Linked DNA regions of Danio rerio: region 1 is linked to region 2. Evidence: chromatin contacts called from public Hi-C data. All regions are on one chromosome and are shown on one strand. The core of a region is the stretch at or near the end of the contact, and the rest is flanking DNA. Distances in the headings are between cores, read along the strand shown.

Evidence for each region. Hi-C and Micro-C count contacts between places; a contact is called where the count stands out from the background.
Region 1: a contact with region 2 is called in a Hi-C map of an unstated tissue, with 3 times the contacts expected there. The contact joins two enhancer-like sites. A contact is called at or near these places in 3 of 18 Hi-C or Micro-C datasets (caudal fin, embryo and an unstated tissue).

What each region holds. Positions count from the first base shown.
Region 1 is chr5:15,674,043-15,678,435 of GRCz12tu, forward strand. It overlaps a transcript of sema4c not described here. Among named protein-coding and RNA genes, the nearest start is that of tbx1, 260 kb to the right of the region's middle. Within about 2 kb of position 2,724, at least 3 of the 62 cell types and tissues checked have an H3K27ac peak or open chromatin away from gene starts, as enhancers often do.
Region 2 is chr5:15,240,709-15,244,736 of GRCz12tu, forward strand. It overlaps a transcript of si:ch211-244o22.2 not described here. Among named protein-coding and RNA genes, the nearest start is that of si:ch211-244o22.2, 17 kb to the left of the region's middle. Within about 2 kb of position 2,468, at least 3 of the 62 cell types and tissues checked have an H3K27ac peak or open chromatin away from gene starts, as enhancers often do.

The sequences.
Region 1 (4,393 bases), core at 1,474-3,973, 430 kb after region 2:
ACTCAACCAAAGATAATTTTTTGTTGAAACGTGTATTCAGAGAACACATGACCACGATCATCTACCACTACCATTTACCCATCCAGCCTGATCTCATGAGGAAACGTAAGTATTTTACGTTTTGTCAGTTTAGTAGCTAATTTGTACTAATTTGTACGATTTCAGTAATACGAAAATGTACGATTTTAAAAAGGAGGCGTGGCACCCAACCCCACCCCTAACCCCAACCTTCATTGGGTAATGAGCAAATTGTACTAAATTGTACAAATTAGATCGTACGAATTCATACGAATTAGCCACTAAATCAAAAAGTTATGAATTGCCAAAGATTGCGTTGACTATCCTCAAATTCAAATACAACAGCCCACAAAACAGCACACCTAAGTACAAATATGTCCAATTAAGGCTGCTTCTGAGGTTAGACACAGTAGTGATAGAAAGTTCGGATCTTTATTGCGAACCGGATCTTTTGTGACAATCCACTCATGTTAGGACGTAACATACCAAATATATGTAGTAAGCAAACATAATTTCAATCAGTTAAAACATCACCATGATCTGAAAAGTTTCTTACATTAGATTTTGCAACCCAACTGATTCCCTTATTTAAAATCCATTATGACTTTCTCTTATGAAATAAACTTTAGTTTCGCCAGATCCTCTCAATTCCTCGTTTTACCCACACCGCAGTTGTCAAGTTAGTTCAGTCACAGCATGCTGTCATGTACTGTTTGTGTTTGGTTTCCGAATCGCGCATGCGCAGTATTATCGTTTCACCACTTGTCAAATCTGATCTCAATGTACTGTTCTAATAACTGAATAACTCAGTATATATTTGTTTTATTTCAGGTTTATTTCAATCGTTTCAAATGATTCAGTTAGATTTGGTGAACTAGTTTAACCAGTTTACTTAGAAGATCCAGTTAAAAAGAACGATTCGTTCGTGATCGCGATTACTAATACAGAAATGAAACCCATTACTAGGCACAAATGTGTTAAACTAATCATTTCTAGTCTCTGTATTTAATGCTGTCACCGTGCTGCTGTCATGTCCACTCATTGTTTTTGTCGCAGGAGCAACATCGAGGACTGACTGGAGGGGAACAGACTTGGTCTGGGCAAGACCGCGGTTCAAACATCTGTCAGCATGAAGTAAATAGATTTACTTCTAAAAGGTATACAGTAAGATTATGTATTAAATACATTTACAAAGATGAAAATGAATGATGTTTTGCTATAATTTTCAGTTATAAATTTCAGTTACTTCTAGTTTAAAAAAAAAACATTTAAATTATTTTTTATTTCAATTAACGAAAATTATTTTTCAATTTTAGTTTTCATTTATTTTGTTTGTTTTGGTTAACTATAATAACCGTGATTTGCACTTTTTCACACAAACACAAAATAATCAAATTGTTAACATACTGAAATGAATAAAAAATTACAAAAATAAACAGATATTTTCAAAGCCCACACCAAAATGTCAATGGTTTTTATTAGAAATTGAAACTTTAAAATTGTAATTGAAAGTTTGAAACTTTAAGAAGATCCAAACATAACAAAATGACAACATTCAGAAGCACAGTTCGAACAATTATTTAGTTGTATATGATGTATATATGTTTGTTTAATAACTGCATTTTTCTCTCTAAAATGCAAATTGTTATGTTTGCTTGTCTTGTATCTAGACCTTTTAAAATCCCACATAACAATATACTACAGTTTATAGTAAATAAGTACCAGAGTGTCTTCAAACCATACTCTAGTAAAGCGTATTATTCTGTATGTTTACTACTCACTGTTAATGAATGCAATATACTTCAGTATTAACTATAGTGAACTGATAAACTTTTAAAAAGCTACAGTAAACTGTGGTATATTGCAGTGTAATATACAGTGCTCAGCATAATTGAGTACATCCCGTTTTGAAAATGAATATTTTTATCCATTTCGCCGTCAATATAGGCTAATGTACTGTGGTGAATTTAAACAAAACAGACTTATTAAACAGGTACATTTTTTTAAATAATATTTTAGTCACCAAACATATTTAGAAATTGAAAGATAATACAATTAAATTTGAGCAAAATATTGCAAAAATAACTTACAAGCTACAAAATTTCAATTAAATAAAAAAAGTTTTTTCTTCATTTTTCCTCTTTTTAAATTTGCATTTAATATTTTTTTCTAACATATAAATTTGTCTGTACTAGTTTTTGGACCATTGTTGTAAGTTTTTTTTGTTAAATAAGCTCCAGATTTGGCTTCAGTACTCACTAATTTAATGTATATGTACACATATTAAATTGTATAGCTTCCTATTTTAAATATGAATTTACAAGAGAGATTTGTGAGGAGTGTACTTATATATGCTGAGCATCGTACTAATAGTAATATGGTGTAATATAGAAAACCACAGTACAGTGTATACATATAATTGTTTTATCACAGCAACCACTGAATTACCACAACAGATTAGTTGAAGTACTTTAATATAATATGGTTAAAAATACTATGAATAACTATAATATTTTTAATGTGGGGTTTATTATAATATTCAATGTGTTCTTCAAATTAGTGATTTTTTTTAACACAAAGCTGGGTCAGCAAACCGCTCTGTTTGTTTATTTACAGATGTAATGACTGGGAATCTGTGGTTCAATCATGTGAGTGTTTAGGTTTGAAGGCAGAATGGACTGATAAGCAACATGGAGGGAACGTTTACGCTGTGACTTCCTGCTAAAAAGATACGACAGTACATTACCCGGAGAGCTCGGGACGGACAGAACAGTGCTCGTCCTTTTGTGCTCATCTGGGTCCACATCCAAGCCTTAATCACCAGCAAAACTGACTTGGCAAGCCAGCAAAGGGCAGCTTTTCTTTCTCAGGTGTGGAGTCATTCAGAATAATCTGACTAATCAAAATGTAACACTGCCACCATGTGCTTGGTTTAAGAATTGCGTCCCATTATATTTATTTTTTATTTTTTTCCAGCAGCAGCTCCATTCAAATGCAAACCCTAGTGACAAACTCTGATACCGCTGGGCAACAAGCATATACAGTAATCCAATACGCCCACAAACCACATCCATTAAAAAAAGCCCCTCTGTGGCATGATAAATAAAAGCTGAATGCATGCCCAGTCACAAGCATTTTCCTTTTCCTTTAATCAAACTCCACGGTTGTAGACTCAGCTCAGTGTGGATCAGATCCAGCTTCAATCACTGCCTATATATCCAAGCCCTACGGTCAAACAAGACAGCGGCATTGCAGTATTAATGCAGTGGAAATAAATTAACAAGCTCTGTAGACGCAAACTAGCCGAATCTCAGCTTGTAATCATTTTAAAGGGATAGTTCACTCAAAAACAAACATTCTGTCTTCATTTACTCACCTGTCACTTGATCAATAGCAATTTGAACTTCTTGCTTCTGTGGAGCACAAAAGAAGATATTTTTAAAGATGCTGGTTGCTTGGACCCATTGACTTCCATAGTAATTGTTTTTTCTACTATGGAAGTGGATGGGTCCAAGCAATAGGCGTTCTTCAAAATATCTTCTTTTGTGTACAACAGAAGAAGAGTTTATGGATAAATGATTAGGTCATTTTCATTTTTGGGTGAGCTATTTCTTTAACAACTTAAAAATAACCAGGCCGATCTCGAGAAAACGTAACTATATTATGTACAGTATTGTCAAAAAAGTGGCTAATTCGTACAGTTAAATTCGTATGACAACTTACACTTTTTCAAAGGAGGCATGTCCCCTAACTCTACCCCTCATTGGGGTGTGAGCAAACCATACAAAAATGTTCAAATGAAATTGCACACAAATGAATTAAATATATATGTTCACAAAATTCATACAAATTTGTATAGTTTAATTCATATGACAACAAACACTTTTTCCAAAGGAGCTGTGTCCCCGAACCCTCGTTGGGGGATGAGTAAATCAAACAAAAATGTTCCAATGAAATTACATTGTCACACAGAGGCGTTGTTAGGGTACGTGTGAAACAAGACAAAAAAAAAAGATTATTCAGCTGACGAAGCACTATGGTGCAAATGTGGGGGTTTTTTTACAGTTCAAAAGTGTCTAATCCAAAAAATCCCAAAAATGAAGTAGAAAAAAAAAACATATACAGTATATATATATATATATATATATATATATATATATATATATATATATATATATATATATATATATATATATATATATATACACACACACACACACATACATATACATATATATATATATATATATATATATATATATATATATATATATACATACATATATATATATATATATATATATATATATATATATATATATATATATATATATATATATATATATATATATATATATATATATATATATACATA
Region 2 (4,028 bases), core at 1,218-3,717:
TAAATGTAAATGTCTATTTAATCATTTGATATAAGTAGTGGATTATATGAAAGGCAAATACCCCTAGATTACGCTTATTTTACTAAAATAAAATATGATCATGCCTTGATTTTTAATTATTTCATTAGGGCAGTAAGGTCTGACTTTGCTTAGTTCACTAAACAGAAATAATGTACAGTATAGAATATAAAGTCATGCTGCAGTTGAAAAAGAATTAATATTGTGTATGAAAATCTACCTTCTGCCACTTTTCTAAACAATCAACTAGAAGTTATAATTTGTTGCTCTTACAACTTCATCAATGACAGGACTTTTATCAGGTAGTGTACAAACATATCTTTAAGAAAGCTGGCTGCCTCCATTATTTGTTTTTCCCATGGATCAGCTTTGTTTGAAATTTTTTCTTTTACTACAGAATTTTACAAGCACAAGCTCTAGTGTGACCGCAGCTTAAGTCGCTTTGGAGAAAAATGTCTGCTAAATGACTAAATATAAATGTAATTTCCATGACTTTTCCAAAACCTTGTGGGTTTTTCTGTTTTTCCAAAACTTTTCCAGGCCTGGAAAATGCCATGTCAAAATTCCATGACTTTTCCAGGTTTTCCATGACCGTATGAACCCAGAAAGAAAATGGTCAGAAATACTATATTTTATGTTATAATAAGCCTACTTGAATTTAATTCATAACTCCCTTAAGGCCAAAAAGTAATATTTGCACCTCACTTCACCTAAAATGTATTCATTCTTTTTGTTTATTTTGTAGATAACTGACCAACAAAAATACATAAAAATAAAGATACAAATTATATCAAAAGAAATTTGTTACAAAGGAACATTTTCCCAACAAAATTAGGCTATATGAAGTGCTCAAAAATTGTTTTAATGTTGCTATTTTGGGTTTTTCATCTATTGTTTTTTTTTTTCAGACTTATCAGGTAGCAATCCAAATTAATTCAAAATTTTACTCTGCGAGTCGTTCTTTTAAAGAGATTGTTCCGGTTGTTGTAGCTGCTAAATCATACTAACAGGAACACAAATGAACCGAATCAGATGTGTGTTCAAACTGAAGTGTCAGAAAACATGCAATAGGCTTATAAGGAGCAAATTCTACACAGTTTTGCAACCTTAAAGGGCTCCACAGGCTATTGAATTAAATGGTCTATTTTTGCACAAACGTGCGAGCAGTTAAGTTACTTTTCCACATGCAATATTATCTATTGTAGATAAACCATTAATGATGATACTACTGTTTACAAACTACATTGGCACCGCCAGTATTTTGGAGCCATATTATCACTAGTAAACCGTGCAACCCTAGTAAAACATATGCTGGACAAGTTGTTAGTTCATTCCACTATGGCGACCCCTGATTAATAAAGGAACTAAGCCAAAAAGAATGTTATGCTCATCATTTTTTTGCTTCATTCTGCAAACTAGTACTGATGACTTCCGAATTGAAAATCAAAATGTTGTCATTCAGAGCCCTTTTTTTTTTTGTTTTTACCCTCATTTCATCTAGGAATTTGCAAACACGAGTGCTGGTTAAAGCTGACAGCATTTTCATTTCTGAATGGACCATTTCTTTATAATTAATGCCACTTTGTGCATATCCTATGAAGCTTGTTCTTTGATTAATAAATGAACGGAGCACGAACAGAAAAGAATCCAGTATGCATTCTTCATGCCAGCAGGGCACTGCAGAAATAAAGTCTCGACATTCAGGAAGCCTTGAAGTCAGTATAAAGAGCGAATATGTGAATACGCTCTCGCACCCATTCCGAGTGATGAAAAAATAAGTTAATATATTTCTTCATCTGAATGTACACTATGCAAATGTTTCAAGCTCAAATAAAATCCATGCTGTGATAGACTTATTAGATGCACAAATGAAGTCTGTTGGTCTCGCCTCTGCTATGCACGCACACATACACAAAAAGAGAGCCAGAATGCAAGTTAATGCAATTATTTTTATGGAAAGTGTTCAAAAAAAAAAAAAGTCTAGCAAGCAGTGTTATTTTTAAAGCGCCACGCATCTCGCCTGCAAAAGCCTTTGCAAGCTGTGACAGTCCTTGAAAACAGAAGACATTTTGAAGGTGGATTAATGCTGTATCTGCTGCATCAACCAACAGTCATGGTAAATAAAAGTAGCGCAGGTGAATCTGAAGCTGGCAAGACAGCTTAAGCTGGAGTAGTTTGTACCACATAAAAAAAGCTGCAAACGTTAATACCAATCATCATCATTTTTAGCTAGCCCCATCAATAGAAAGCTGTAATGTCAGTCCTATAAAACAACCCTGGCAGCCGACGGATGCTACTGTACCGCACGCGCTCTGAATGAGGAACAGTGAGAGAGTGTGCATTCAGGAAACAGGCCTGGAGGAAATTTCAGTGCTCTGTTCCCTATGGAGCGATGCATGTCTGCAGAGAGCTTGGCACAGGTTTGGTGTGAGGTCAGTCTGTCCGAGCCAGAAGTGTTTGGCTGAACTTTCTGCAGACACACACCATGGAAATCTATCAAATGATTCAAGGTAGCAGAGCCAGAACAGTCCAGGGAGCTTGTTAGATGACTTTACAGGGTCACTCGGTGAACATTCTTTCCTTTTATTATACATTTTTGGGGACAGCAGTTTGACTGAAAAAAAACGGTCCTATAAAAATGATCAGTCGAAACAGAGTTGAAGACCTACTGAATTATTAGCCCTCTGTATATTTTTTCCCCAATTTTGTTTAATGGAAAGAAGATTTATAAACATAATAGTTTTAATAAGTAATTTATAATAACTAATTTCTTAGTTATCTTTGCCATGATTGTACATAATATTTTGCTAGATTTTTTTTTTTTTACGAAGCGGATGCCCTTCCCGCCGCAACCCATCTCTGGAAAACATCCACACACACATTCACACACATACACTACGGACAATTTAGCCTACCCAATTCACCTATACCACATGTCTTTGGACTGTGGGGGAAACCGGAGCACCCAGAGGAAACCCACGCGAACGCAGAGAGAACATGCAAACTCCACACAGAAACGCCAACTGAGCCGAGGCTCGAACCAGCAACCCAGTGACCTTTTTGCTGTGAGGCGACAGCACTACCTACTGCGCCACTGCTTCGCCCCATTTCAAGTTCATTTATTTATAAAGCATATTTAAAAGCAGCCACAAGACTGACCAAAGTGCTGTACATAAGACAGAGTATACAGAGACAGATTATACAAACATAAAAATAAACCAAGACAAACAACTGCATAATCTAAAAAAATGAAGCAATAGAAAAGACTGTTAAAATAATATTAAAAGCCAAGCTAAGTTTAGGAGGGATTTAAAAATAGATAGTGATGGAGTTTTGTTTTTTACGAACGTACGAATTTTAATCTCATGAGGCAGTGTTCTATAACCACGGACCCACCAAAAAAAACCTCTGTCCTCTCTTCTTTTAGAACAATTGAGAAATTTAAAGGCTTGTAGGTTAATTAGACAAGTTAATTAGACAAATCATTGTATAATGATAGTTTGTTATTTAGACAATATAATATATATACTGTATATTAAACGTAAAAATTAAAAACTGCTTTTATTTTATCTGAAATAAAACAAATACGACTCTCTCCAAAAGAAAACATATTTTAGGAAATACTTTTTTTGCTCTGTTAAACATAATTTGGGATATATATATATATATATATATATATATATATATATATATATATATATATATATATATATATATATATAAACAAATTCACAGGAGGGCTAATAATTTTGACGTCAACTGCATATTTAATCACAACTGCTGGATTAATCCAATCAAAAATATGGCAAAACCATTACCCTTTTAAAACAAATGTTCTAATTAAATTTACAAATGTAATTTTTTTCCTGTGAGAGTAAAGATGAACTTTCAGCATCATTCATTCTTAAAGGTCTAGTCCTAAAGGCTGATTTATACTTCTCTGTGGCCAGAGCCTACCGGTGAAGCCTACCGCGGTCGTCATCGACGCTGACGCGCACCTCTCAAAAAAT